Linked DNA regions of Sus scrofa: region 1 is linked to region 2. A link is a contact called in public Hi-C data. All regions are on one chromosome and are shown on one strand. The core of a region is the stretch at or near the end of the contact, and the rest is flanking DNA. Distances in the headings are between cores, read along the strand shown. Region 1 overlaps SLC35A5 (probable UDP-sugar transporter protein SLC35A5). Region 2 overlaps CD200R1L (CD200 receptor 1-like).

The links. A called contact is a pair of places that touch in the nucleus more often than the background predicts.
Region 1: a Hi-C map of retroperitoneal adipose tissue shows a contact between it and region 2, with 2.3 times the contacts expected there. The contact joins two enhancer-like sites. A contact is called at or near these places in 12 of 47 Hi-C or Micro-C datasets (alveolar macrophages, brain, embryonic fibroblasts and 6 more) and 2 of 2 datasets of contacts at active chromatin or transcription factors (alveolar macrophages and skeletal muscle).

Annotation. Positions count from the first base shown.
Region 1 is chr13:147,250,523-147,257,525 of Sscrofa11.1, reverse strand. It overlaps SLC35A5 (probable UDP-sugar transporter protein SLC35A5), which reads left to right. Exons shown (of 7, transcript XM_013982457.2): 7 at 1-4,824. Among named protein-coding and RNA genes, the nearest start is that of ATG3, 25 kb to the left of the region's middle. Within about 2 kb of position 1,930, at least 17 of the 83 cell types and tissues checked have an H3K27ac peak or open chromatin away from gene starts, as enhancers often do. A contact at or near this core is called in omental adipose tissue, retroperitoneal adipose tissue and skeletal muscle, where this site is marked.
Region 2 is chr13:147,064,505-147,071,100 of Sscrofa11.1, reverse strand. It overlaps CD200R1L (CD200 receptor 1-like), which reads right to left. Exons shown (of 6, transcript NM_001244415.1): 6 at 4,340-4,745. The coding sequence ends at 4,661. Among named protein-coding and RNA genes, the nearest start is that of CD200R1L, 43 kb to the right of the region's middle. Within about 2 kb of position 2,295, at least 10 of the 83 cell types and tissues checked have an H3K27ac peak or open chromatin away from gene starts, as enhancers often do. A contact at or near this core is called in omental adipose tissue, retroperitoneal adipose tissue and skeletal muscle, where this site is marked.

The DNA of each region.
Region 1 (7,003 bases), core at 681-3,180, 190 kb before region 2:
CACTGCACCGCAGTGAGGACTCCAAGAGTTCCTTTTAAAAGAGTCATTTTGCAAAGAAATAACTTTTAATGAAATGTGAATAGTGTCACTGTAAAAAGAGGAAGGCCAGTAATAAATCATCTTATAGTAACTCTATTTCACGCTTAAACTGCATGGTATTTTTGAGGTATTTTTGCATGTATCACATTGAGTCTGTGAGGTAGAGAAATCAGGTGATAGGTAATTTAAACAATGAGTAAACAAAAGTTACTTGCCCAAGGCATACAGCTGGGTGGCAATAGGACAAGAGTTAGCTTCAGCTAACAGTGCTGTGTGTTTACAGAGTGCTGCCCTATAAATGTGAGCTTTAAGATGTCATTTTCGTGTAGTCCATACATCTCCTTTCCCCTAGTTTTCATACAGATAAGCAAAAGATAATATTATATAATCCATCTGTGATACTCAGAATAATATAAATGGCAAGAATTGGTAGAATTTTATAAATAAAGTAATTATTAAATCCTTCTCTTGTGTTGCCGCTCTGTCATGTGAGGTAGAATGCAGAGTATTTTTAATTTCAAAACAACTTTTTTAAAAAAAAGAACTTTTTAAAAACTTTCTCTTTTAGTAGATCTTGACTTCTGAGGATAGCAAAATTGCTTACTTTGTCATAGGCATTCCACCAGAGTTATGTGAAACAGGAAGATTATTTTCTTGTGGCAGTTCATTTTAAAGGTAAATATAATCAGCTATAGGAAGACCTCACTTTTAAGAAATACAGCCTACAAAACATATTTATCTTATGCAACAGATAAAACTGCAACAATATTACTTGTAAAATTATGGCCTACAGAATATATTCAATAGCAGATGCTACTAGTTCGTGGAGATTGATTTTCTCATTTACAGTTACTTTTTCCACCCTCCTTTTCAGGAAAGCATTTTTTGCCCAGAGTGATGTTTACTCATGTTAACTTACAAATTATTTAGAGAGAGAGAAGGAGCTGGAACTAAAATGTAAAGTTCTGATACAGATGCACTGCAGTACATTTGACCTCTCAACACAGGTTTGAACTGCACATGTCCATTTAAATACAGATTTTTTTTTCAATAAATACATACAGTACAACACGATCATCAGTTAGTTCAATCCTGGAATATGGAACTACAGGCACAGAGGGCCGGCTACTGCAGTAGGTCCTAAAATCAATCCCCTGTGGATACTAAGGAAAGCCTGGGCTTTTGTGGGTGCCAGTGTTTTAATAGGAGAGGAATTGGAAGCTGAGAGTTCTAGAAACTATATCCTGTCATCTTGGATCAAGCATTTGACCTGGGGAGAGGAATGATTTGTCATGTGGAAAGAGAAGTAGACTTCTTTCCTGTCCTAAAGAACCAAACTACACTACAAGTTATAGGGTAACGCTCCTAACAAATGATGCTTCCCAACAGACGAGAAGGCCTTTCTAAAGAGTAGGAGAGAATAGTAGTAAATTCTCCATCACTCAAGTGTTCAAGGGGAGATTTTATCAGCAGGATGTTTTAGAAGAGAGTCCATCACTAGTACAGAAGTTGGTCTAAGTGATTGAAGTCCCTTCCTAATTTTAGAGTCTCTTCTAAGCAGTTATGACCTACCACTAATGCACTGAATTTGCTCCTGTCATAGTTTCTGAATAGCCTTTGGTTGGACCGCAGGTGTGGCCTGCAGTGACCTGACTCCAGCTCCGTCACTGGTCAAAGGACCAGGCTTCTGTCCAGCAGTATGCCTGATCCTGGGGGGAAGCAGGATGTGGCTGAGACCCAGGATCTCAAATCCTCGGCCGGCACTGTCCTGCTGCGGTAGGTTTTCAAGTTGGAGTGCAGAGGAGGCTCTGGGGCAGAGTTACTTTGTTTACAACTCTAAGGCTTTTTGCCTCTAAACCACCATGTGGAAGCCCTGTTTGCTTGTGTGCTGGATTAGGTTCTGTGGAGCTGCAGGGACTACTTTTGCCCTGGTACAGGCCCGGCCTTGACCGGAACAGCCCAGGGCCTCCTTGGCAACTTCTCCTTTTACCTAAGTCCTGGTTTTTCCTGAGAATTCTTAGCATTCTAGTGTGGATAAGAGGCAGAGAAAGTCAAATGCAAAGGAGAGTTGTTTTCCTTCTCTGAAGCCTAGAGCAGACTTTCAGAAATCAAGTAATAGGTATCCTTCCTTTAACAGAAACAAAAAACCTCTCACAGATCTCAGTGTAGACCTTTTTTCTTCCTTACTATTATTTAAATGGATACAAACATGGAGAATAAACTCCTTGCTTACAATTTTTATATGAAAACCAAATTTACAATTAAAATATCAAGCTATTAAACCAGTCAATTTTCAATTCAGATAGGAGTTTAGTGAGGTGATAATGTCGCTCAAATAGAATCACAATAAACTCCCTAACAGTCCTGCAGAACTGTCCTCACTTGCGATTTTACTTGCTTCAAGCGCCATCCTGTCTCTGCCCAGATAACTGAAACCTGCTGACAATGCTGATGATGCATTTAATCCTGCTGGGATTTATCACCCCATGTCCCTAACAATCCCGCACGGATGTGGTGTGGCTCAAGCTGCCAACTCCCATTGGCCGAGACGCCCTGGAAAGATTTTTTAAAACGTCAGCTTTGTGTGTTCCCTGAAGCTTTGAAAGAACTCACCAATAAAATTGCCTAGGCGTGGTACTTTTTTGAGAAGCACTTTTTTTTCTACAACATTCTCTGGTTCTTCTTCATCCTCTTCTTGGTTCACTCTTGATCATTTAAAACACAGATGCCAAAAAATTAACCATCCAGATTTTCAAACATATTTGCTTAGGAATTTATGAATCATTCTCTTAATTCTTTTAATTTCCTCTTTTGCCAGAGTCGTGTTTTCTTTCTCATTTTTAACTTTGTGTATGAATAGTGTCTCTATTTTTTTAAATAGGTTAATGAGCATTTTCTAATTAATTTTTACTTTATTGAAGTTTATTGTGTTCTGCTTTTCTAAAGTTTGTTTTGATCTTTTTTCCATCTGATCTACTTCAAATGCATTTATTTTCTTGCTTGTTGAAGAGCATGTTTATAGCTAGTAGAAGAATTTCTTGGAGTAAGTAGACTTTAGGCTAGTCAGAAAGACTTTAAAATACAGCATTATCATTATTTTCTAAATCTGTTTTGAGTCAAGGGTAGTGTCATTAAGGATTTTACTCATACTTTTGTTAATTTCTAGTTTTTATACACTTGGTTAGAAAATGAGATCTGTACTCTTTCTGTTGTCATTTGCATATTTTTATTGAATTTATTATTGTTTCGCCTGTCCTCTGTACAAAAACTTTTTTGAGAAAGTTGGTATTGGTTTGGATATTTTGAACCAGTTTGAAAGATTTTTGGTGTTTTTTAGATTTGCTCAACTTGCATTTTTGTCTGTTTCATTTCTAGTAGTTACTGTTACATATTTTAAACGAATGTAGAACTTTATTTATAAATGTTTCATCCTCAAAAATTAAAATATGGTTATTGACTCCTTTCACTGAAAGATGGGGAAATTAGGTATTACATTTCCTCCCACTCCCAGTTTTTCTTAATAAGCTCTGAGAACTTTATCCAGGTCTACTATACTTGATTTCATCTATTTTAAGACTCCTGTGTTTTCACATTACCATCTCTGAAATTGGGGTGCTTTAAGCAATGGCATGTTAATATAGCTGCTCCCCCCTAGCAGAAGGATGAAATTGTCTTTGCTTGCACATGCAGGCATTTGGCATAGCTGGATAAATACCACTTCCTGATGTTTCAGTCAACAAACCACTTAAGGACCATTTGAGGGGAAGATAAGAGTCCTAATTGTTGTCTGAAAATCTTTTATCAATACCTCTTGGTAAGATTAAGAACATGCCAGCATAAAATTTTACACAATGAATGTCAGTAGATTAGAAGAAAACCCTGGAGATAGCAGAGAAATTCTCTTAAAATGCTTCATCATCATCACATCTCTCAGTGGTGCAGAGAACCCTCTGCCTGGAAAACCTCAGACGTCTATGATGCTGCATCAAAATGTGACTCAAGAGATACAGCCTCAAAATGGGAAGACATTTTAGAAATATTTTAATTTATTTAACTTATAGTTTCCTTTTTTATGTAATCAGAGAATGCTACATAATAAAGTCTTTAAAAGCTCTTTAAGCAAGATATAAAATGAAAATTCTAAATGACAAAATAATCTGTTTAATTAAGAGTGTTTCTTAGCAGGATGTGGTACCTCTTAGATTTGATGCTGTCATGAATACAATGTAATTTGGAAGTTCTTTTTAAATGTTTTCCTTTGCACCTTTTCTTTCAAGAATTAATAGGTTGGCTTTTAGTTTGTAATCCCATTATCACAGCTAATTAAACTTTATTTGTGCATGATATAACTTATTCATAAATTTTAAATGGCAGTTCATTTCTCAGCTGGGAGCTGTCTTAAAATAGACTTTTCTCTTCTGAAAGTGTTTTTGGCAGATACTCTTCCTGAGGTTTTATTTATTTATTTTTTTCCGCATCTAATAGCTATTTACTAAGTGCAAGATTTTTAGTCATGTTATTGCTCAAAGAGGTTTTACATTTTTATTAATTTATATAGCCATTTAATATAAATGATGACTTTCCCTAAAAATAATTCTTAAGTCACTTTTTTTTCATCAGAAATCTCTTTTTTATCATTTAGTGTTACCAAGAAGTTAAATATTTCCCTGCTGTATTATATATGTTATGTATGCGTGTGTGCGTATAATTTGTTTCCTTTTTGTAGGTGAGCTGTTTTTTGAGCCTCGGTGCATGGATGTCTTTTGTATAAATCCTTTCTATAAACTTTGTGTACTCATCTTTTCTTTCTTTTTTCTTTTTTTTTTTTTTTTTTTTTTTTGTCTTTTCTAGGGCTGCGCCCGTGGCATATGGAGGTTCCCAGGCTAGGGGTCGAATTGGAGCTGTAGCCGCCAGCCTATGCCAGAGCCACAGCAGTGCTGCCAGATCCAGGGCCACGTCTGCTACCTACACCACAGCTCATGGTAATGCCAGATCCTTAACCCACTGAGCAAGGCCAGGGATCGAACCCGAAACCTCATGATTCCTAGTCAGATTCATTAACCACTGAGCCATGACAGGAACTCCTGTGTACTCATCTTTAAACAAAGTTTAACATTCTCATCAGGCCCAATATTTGTCACAAAGTGTTGTAGGTAAAACCTTCCTTCCCCAGTTGCTCTTTAGCTGGACCCTAAATGCCATCTTTGAAGTTCTGCTAAAGACTAGAAGCTGCTTCAAGAAGATGGAGCGGAAGCAGGACCACAGCAAATCACGATGAAGTGTAATTTCCTGGGTGTGTATTTTTCCTCTTGGTTGAAACTCCTGCTTTGAGAGTCAGTTCTATAAAGATACCCCAGGGTGTCTCCTGTTTGTGAGGAGGGGGTATCACTTGTTTTGCTTTGTCCCTCCATTTGAGACTGAGCCCCCTGCTTTGGTAATAAGTCAGGCTAAGTGAAGTGCTTTGAAAGCAATACATGAGCTTTCTCTACAGTTGTGAAATTTGCTACCAGAATTCTTATATAGTAGTTTATATATTCTTATGCTTAATGTATTACATACATTTAACACACTAATAAAATATTTTAATATTTAATACTTTGTAAACTTTGATATGTAAAATTTACACATGTTGACCTGCTGCAAAGATTTTGTATGTTTGTAGATTTGAAAGGACTCACCAGAATCCACAGAACACACTCACATAAGACTTTTATTGGTGCTCCTGTCGTGGCTAAGCGGAAACTAATCAGACTAGTATCCATGAGACACAAGTTCGATCCCTGGCCTTGCTCAGTGGGTTAAAGATCTGCTGTTCCTGTGGCTGTGGTGCAGATCAGCAGCTTCAGCTCTGATTGGACCCCTAGCCTGAGAACCTCCATATGCTGTGGGTGTGGCCCTAAAAAGACCCCCCCCCAAAAGAAAGACTTATTTAAGACAAAAGATGTGGTGCACCAAGAAAAGAAGAGTGTAGACATTGGGGGTCCGAGAGGGAGCCATGCCTAAGCTCCCCAGGGTCCTTCCTACACAGAGACCGCACTGTTTCCAGCTGGAACTACCAGTATCTGTGGAAGGAAAATCTTGACTTTGGGGGAGCTCAGAGTAGAATTTTTATGCCTCTCTGGCCATGCAATCAGCCAGGTTTATGTAATCTATTAGGCCAATTGGAAACCATCATTAAAGAAATTAACCCTGGGGATCCCCAGGGTAGTTTTAAACTTTAAAGAGCACATCATAAATCCCACGGCCTTTACTTGGCCAAGAGTTGAGAAGCAGACACTACCATGTCCCCAGACAAAAAAAGAGCTTTTCCAATCTAGCTGTAAACCAACTCCATCCTCCATATGTATAGCTGATCCTTGCTTGGGCAATACTGTCAATTGGTACATGTTACTCAGAAGTTCATGCTCTGAGATTAAGGTTATTCCCTAGTTTCAATCTTGATAGAAGTTTTCTTCTATCAGTTCACTACTTACTGTTCATTTTGGTTTATTTCAGGGAGGGGGTAGTTTTTATGAATGAATTAATTTTAGTACCACCATCTTTCTGTGGACATCCAGACAACTTCTTAAATCTGGGAGAGAAGTTCCCAGGAGGCGCAGCACCTGTACTGTGCGTATCCGAAAGCCATTGACCATGATGACAATGGAGTCAGTATGAGGTACTTGCTTAAATAATGTGGAGCCTCCAAAAGTTTGAAGGACTCACCACTTATCTCTCCCTGGTCCCTTCCTCCTATCCGCCCCCCCCCCAATAAGGACCCATCACTGATTATATATAACTTACCATTAACTGTGTACATGGCTGTTGTCTACTCATCTGTACTGAGAGATATCTTTTCAGTTTTGTATCCCTAGTTTCTAGCAGAGTACATAGAAAAACAATATAAATACAATAAATGTTTGAATCATCATATAAGTTGAATATAACCTAAAAATGAGTATCTTGGATTAATAACTGGAATGGT
Region 2 (6,596 bases), core at 1,046-3,545:
CATTTCTCAAGTCACTGCTGTGGCAAAGTTCGATGCCTGTCCTGGGAACTTCTTTATGCTGTGGGTGTAACCAAAGAAAAATTGTCTGAGAGAGAAGATAACCTCATTCTGGCCATTGAATCCATCTTTAAGGATACCTTTAATTGTCAGGGAGAAGCTGAGTCATGAAATGGAAATAAAAATGTTACAGGACATAGTCTATTTAAAATAAACCATTGTAGGTATTCATCAATGAGACAGGAGTTTGGAATCCTCAAACACTGGTGATTTATAAGTGAAACATTATTTTTGTTCAGTATCTTTATAATTACAGGCTTATTAAAATTATTTCTTTTCTTTTTTTTGGCTGGGCCCACAACACATGAAATTTCCTGGGCCACTTCAATGACAATGCCGTATTCTAAACCCACTTTGCCATAAGAGAACTCTAAGTTATTTCTAACCTTTCATGTACCTCAAAAAACAGAGGCATCAAGAAATGAAAAACAGAGTTCACTTTATGGCTGAGTGATTAACAAACCCAGTTAGGATCCGTGAAGATTCAGGTTCAATCCCTGGCCTTGCTCACTGTGTTGGGGATCTGGCGTTGCGGTGGGCTGTGGTGTAGGTCGCAGAGGTGGCTTGGATCCCAGCAGCTGTAGCTCTGATTTGACCCCTAGCCTAGGAACCTGACTATGCCATGGGTGTGGCCCTAAAATAGCCCCCCCAAAAAAATGAAAAAATTAATTAAAAAGCCATACTGGTTAAAGCAAGGATTCTTAGAAAATGAAATTTATTTACATACAACTTAAAATACATGGAACTGAAACCAGCTTTGAAAGTATGAGACAGTCATAAATATCAGATTTTCATACTGTTTCTCTAATTAAAAAGGCATATCCATGGCAGAACTTGGATTGTATGTTTCATCTCTTTCCTCATGTGCCTTTGATTAATACTTGAGTTTCAATCATAAATTCTTTAGGCTGGTAAACAGATATTCAGGGAAGCCAGAGAAATCACCTGTATGAAGAATAAATAATGCAGAGTCACAGCTGCGCCTATATGTCAAATTTCACTTGCTTCATCCCAAGCTTATTATGCTCATCCTCAGCTTCAAACTCAGCCCATTTACATGGCCTTAGTAAATCCTACAAGTCTTTCCCTACCTTTTCACAAGAAAGTACCTAGGATTGATTACTTTTTATTTTTTAAATCTTTTGGAAATTCTTATTTTTTTTAAATGCTACACTCTTTAAATCTGTATTATCTATTCATTAAATTATTTTAATGCATTCATTCAATATTTTAATTTTCACATGTGTTTTATTTTTTATTTTTGGCCATGCCAGTAGCATGTGGAAATTCCCAGGCCAGGGATCAAACCCACGTCACAGCAGCTACCTGAGCCACAGAAGTGACAATGCTAGATCCTTCACTGGCTGCACCACAAGAGACTCCAAAAGCTCTTATTTTTAATTACACAGAGTACATGGATACATTGTTGGTACAAAATCCAAACATTACAGATCAAGCTAAAGCCTCCCTTCCCTTCTACCTAGTTTTCTGTGTATGCTTGTAATCTTCCAGACCTTTTCTATGTATCTGTTGGAATGTGTAGATAGAGTTTAAAAAGTTTAGCTCTACCCTGAATTACAAAGAGAAATCATTTATGTTTAGAGTGCTCATTCATACTCATTCTAATAGCATGAAAAAAATTACTCCAGTGCATCAGGCCCTTCCATCCTCTCTTCCACCATGGCTGCATTGAAATGTGATGGTAGTTAAGGAAGCATGTGGTCCTCCAGTCATTTGTCCCATAGGCATTTGTGGAGAAAAGCCTGTTCCCATCTGCCTGGCTCTTTGGAACTGAGACTGCCTTTGCCACAACAAGATTGGTACAATAAGAATCTGTCTGTAGTGCCTGTTAAAGTAGTAGCATTGGAGAGAGTGTAGCCTTTTGAAAGGCAGGGATGGGAGTAAGGAGAGACAGAACAAGCCAGGCAGAAAATGCAACCAGAAAGGGCTGGGGAGGAATTTCTGAGAAAGCTGGATAGTAGGTCTGTGCATAAGAATAAGAGAAGCAAATGTAGTAGAAAATCAGATTGCAAAGATAGGGTGGAACTACCCTAATATTTTACCCATAAACAAGAAAATATAGTGATAAATTCGACATTTCCTAGTTTCCTTGACAAGTAGCCATTAACTAAAAGAAGACTATTAACCATGAGAAACTGAGTAAAGATTTGGAGTGATTGGATGAACATAGATAGCCTCGCCCTCAGTGTTGATGACAGTCTGCTGATGGATTGCTCTGTGATCCTCCAGCCTATGCGTGTGCACTGCCAGTGTATCTGCTGCTTTCCGCTGGCCAGAGCTCTTGCCTGACAACAGCGGCAGTTTGAGACTCTTAAGTCTATTTTACCATCCTGTGGAGGTAAGAGTTGGATAGTTTATGCATTGACTTCACAGCCCTTTGGGGAGACTGCCAAAGAAAGCATGTTTTGGATAGAAATCTGAAAAAAAAAAAATCAAAAGAAAAAAACAAACAAACAAAAAATTTAAATACCCAAGGGGAATTTGGCATAGGGATAAGGTTTCACATCCAGCTCCTCTCTAGGCTCTGCCATTTAATCATCCTCCAGGAGGCAGAGGCTGCCACAGGGAACCATGGATAGCGATTAGTCCTCCTTAGGCTGCATCTGAAAACAGCCTCCTTTGATAGGCAGTCAGAAAGTAATGGGATTTGGGTTTTAGTTGTAAGGGAATGGTGGAAAATGTTACAAACAGCTGACCTCTTGCGCCCCCACTGAAATGGCTGCCTTCCTCTGCATATTTTATGTTGCTTTGGGGAGAATGACAAAAGACAGATGCTTCTTGTTGGAATGCTAGTTGTTTAATCATTCTTTCTAGTCCCCAGACGTTTACTGTAGTTCCTTGGAGCTGACATCTTGGGCCGTTCCTTGGTTTTCAATATCTTGTAAATGTGTTGTGTTGTGATTTTCCATTGCACGGAATATGGGAAAATCTGTGGGAGAATTTTTTTGAAAAGGTGTTATGTAGCAGCTGGTGTCCTCAGGTCAGAAGCCTTAAACTGGAAGTGCATTAACTGTAAACAAACTGTACACTCATGTAGTCAGACACAAAATACACAACATTGTCCATCTCCTATCTCCCCCAGAGCATCATTCAGTTGTACTAAGATGCTTACCTCCATTCCAAGGGTCAGCAGCAACATACAAACTTCATCTTTCCAGTAGCACGACCTGTCCACATAGCACTCACAAAGGAGGAGACCTGCTTCCTCTCCAGGGTCTGTGACTTCCATGGAACCCCAGGAAACTGTGCAGTAGGCACAATGACTTTCAGAAACAAAGGGATACTCTTGTGTCGGCCACAAACTACCCTGCTCAATAGGTCTCTTGCTCTCCATTTTCATAAAGATAGCATAAAAGAGAATATGAAAAGATGTCCATTTCATCATGTTAAGGATCTAGATAAATGATTAATCTCATGGTCACATACAACTGTTTTCCCGGAAGGATCATATTCCTCTTAACAGGCAAGTCATAATAGCAATTTGAAACATAATTCATTTCTCCTCCCCTAAGCATCTTAACATTTGATAGAACTTCACATTTCTTCTTATTTTAGTGTATCTTGTTTAAATTTATGTATTTTTTCTGATTTTGAGCCTGTGCATTTTTTTTTCTCTCCCTCTTGGTTAAATTTAAAGTTTTTGGAGTTCCCATGGTGGCATAGTGGAATTGCATCTGACTAGTATCCGTGAGGATTCAGGTTCAATCCCTGGCCTCACTCAGTGGGTTGGGGATCCAGCATTGCCGTGAGCTGTGGTGTAAGTCACAGATGCAGCTCAAATTCCCACACTGCTGTGGCTGTGGCTGTGGCCAGCAGTTGCAGTTCTGATTCAACCCCTAGCTTAGGAACATCCATATGCCGTGGACGTGGCCCTAAAAAGCAAAAAAAAAAAAAAAAAAAAAAAAAAAGCAGTTTCTCTTGATTAGTCCTGTGGTCTCCTTCTACCTGGGGTGAGATGATCATTTCTTTCCTCTCTGGTGATTTCCATACCTCTAAGGAGCTCTCTCCTCAGTGTGGGGAGGTTTAGAGAAAAATGGACATGACTAGAAATGGGAAACTATGTCTGAGGTGTCTCTGTGTAGGGGCTCTGTGTATTAAGTAGAAGAAAAGTTTTAGGGAAGGATACATCAGGAACTTTTTTCCTACATACCATGTGGGCTCAAGGGCCATTTGCAAGAAGGTGGAATGAATAACAAGACTTTGCATTTCTATAGCACCCTTCCCAAGGACATTTATAAATATGGAACGATTATCCTCAAAACACTGTCTTCAATCGTTTATTTTCATATTTCATGAAGGGACACCAGACCAGGAGAAGTATCTCAACTCTGTCAGTTTTACCCAGCCCAGAGATGAGTCCTACCCTTCAAAAATGAGTGATGTCATCCAGCCGACCACTGCTGCTCCAGCCTGAAGCCTCCTGCCTCTCTTTGATTCTCCACTGTGTGCAACCAATGTTCTTGGCTCCTTGTGTGATCTTAAAATGAGTGTTGGGTGAATCAGTCAGAAGATTTGGACATTCTGTTCAGAAAATGTGATAAATTCATCAAGATTTGCTGGATCTGCAAAACTCCTGGCATTCTCAGTAGAATAGCAATCTTCTGTCCCCAGATGACTTCATGAAATGTGGGACTTGTGTGAGGAGATGATACAGTTTCTCCATTGCCCTGAAAGAGACACACCCTGTCACAGCTCCCTGCCTTTATCCATGATGTCTTCTCTTCCCTGCCCTTGTCTACCTGTAGCATTCCTCTGCATATTTTAGGACTCAGTTTGACCATTATCATCTTCATCCAGGCTTCACATGCATTCTCAAGTTCTGCTTTCTTAACAGAGTCCCTAATTTGGTCAGGTCTCTAGTCACTCCCTCCCACCAGGGTGAATGCTTGGTGAAAGGCACTGACCTTAGCCCAGCTCTATGAAAGGCCTAATTAGTGTAAGCATAATCTCAGCCCCTTTGCTAGAGATTGTATCTGTGACTTTGACCAATCAGACAAGAGAGGAAGCCTATGGGGGCTCTTGGTCCTCACTCTTCAGAGGAAGAAATGGGTTTGGGGAAGAAATGGTCAGGCTTCTTCCTCTGGGCATGCTGTGTCTGGCTACAGCCTTGGGATGGCTGCTACCTACTCACGTCCAGCTTGAGGATGAAGCAAACACTGACACTGATGATAGCAGAGCAGAGAAAGGATAAAATCCAGTCTTGAAGGCTTTGTAAAGCCATTGAAACAACCAGACTTGAAGTTGGCCCTACTTCTGGATGCCTTCTTATGTAAAATAGTAAATGACCTTATTAACTGTCAGAGTCCTACTTTGTTTCTTGCAGCTGAAAGCCTCATAATGTACCCAATGCTTTTCCTTAACTACAAGCCACATCTTCAGTAAGAACTGAGTATTCCTTCCTTTGATTGCTAAAGGTATATACCTTTTTTAATACATCAATACTGGATTTTAGTGATCTGCTTATTTGCCTATCTTCTTCACTGTGAAATCTTTTTTTTTTTTTTGGTCTTTTATATTTTTAGGGCCACACTTGTGGCAGGCATATGAAAGTTCCCAGGCTAGGGATCGAATTGGGGCTACAACTGCCAGCCTACACCAGAGCCACAGCAACGCGGGATCTGAGCCACATCTGTGACCTACACAACAGCTCACGGCAACGCAGGATCCTTAACCCACTGATCAAGGCCAGGAATTGAAGCCGCAACCTCATGGTTCCTAGTCGGATTCGTTTCCACTGTGCCACAACAGGAACTCCCAACCATGAAATCTTTAAGGATCATATTTTATTTAATATTCGATTCACATTTTACTTACTTATTTTTAGAGCTTAGTGTAATGGCTGACAAATATCAAGTAATTAATGAACATTTAATGAATGAAGGAATTAATTTACTCAGAATACATCAAAGTGAGTGCTATAGGTAGCCTTAGCAAAGCAATTTAAATAAACCCTTGGAGATCCTAGCCCTTTGGACCCTGCTTCCAGGACTTGACTGTGTTTTTCCCATGATTTCTCTATCCATCCATCCAATCCACAGAAATACCACCCCTTGGAATTTAGAGAGATATGCTGTCCTCTTCTGGCAAAGATTCCATTCCACCCCCACAATGTAATTTGGGGGTCCTCTGGCCCTTCAATACCATTTCAGGTATAAATTGTGTCTAGAGATATGTGGGAAGCTAGCAATAGACAGAACTACAGCTCTCAGTGTAGACATATGGCCAGCACTGAGAAGGAAATGCTCAGCTTTCTACCCAGGAAGTACAGGTGGACACAAATCTAAGAGAGAAAAATAGCAGAGGGAACTGCTTCCCATCTGAACACTGTGGACTCTGACTCTCACTGGGCCTGGTTACACACAGATCCTGGGCACATCTGCTATACCATCTTTATGACCTATTGTGGCTATTTAGGAATGCAGAGAGCTTGCAGTGCCCTAAAAAGAGAAAAGTCTAGAAATTTAAGAATTTCTGAGTCTTCCTATTTCTTTCTTTCTTCTAGTCCAGAAAATTCTAAG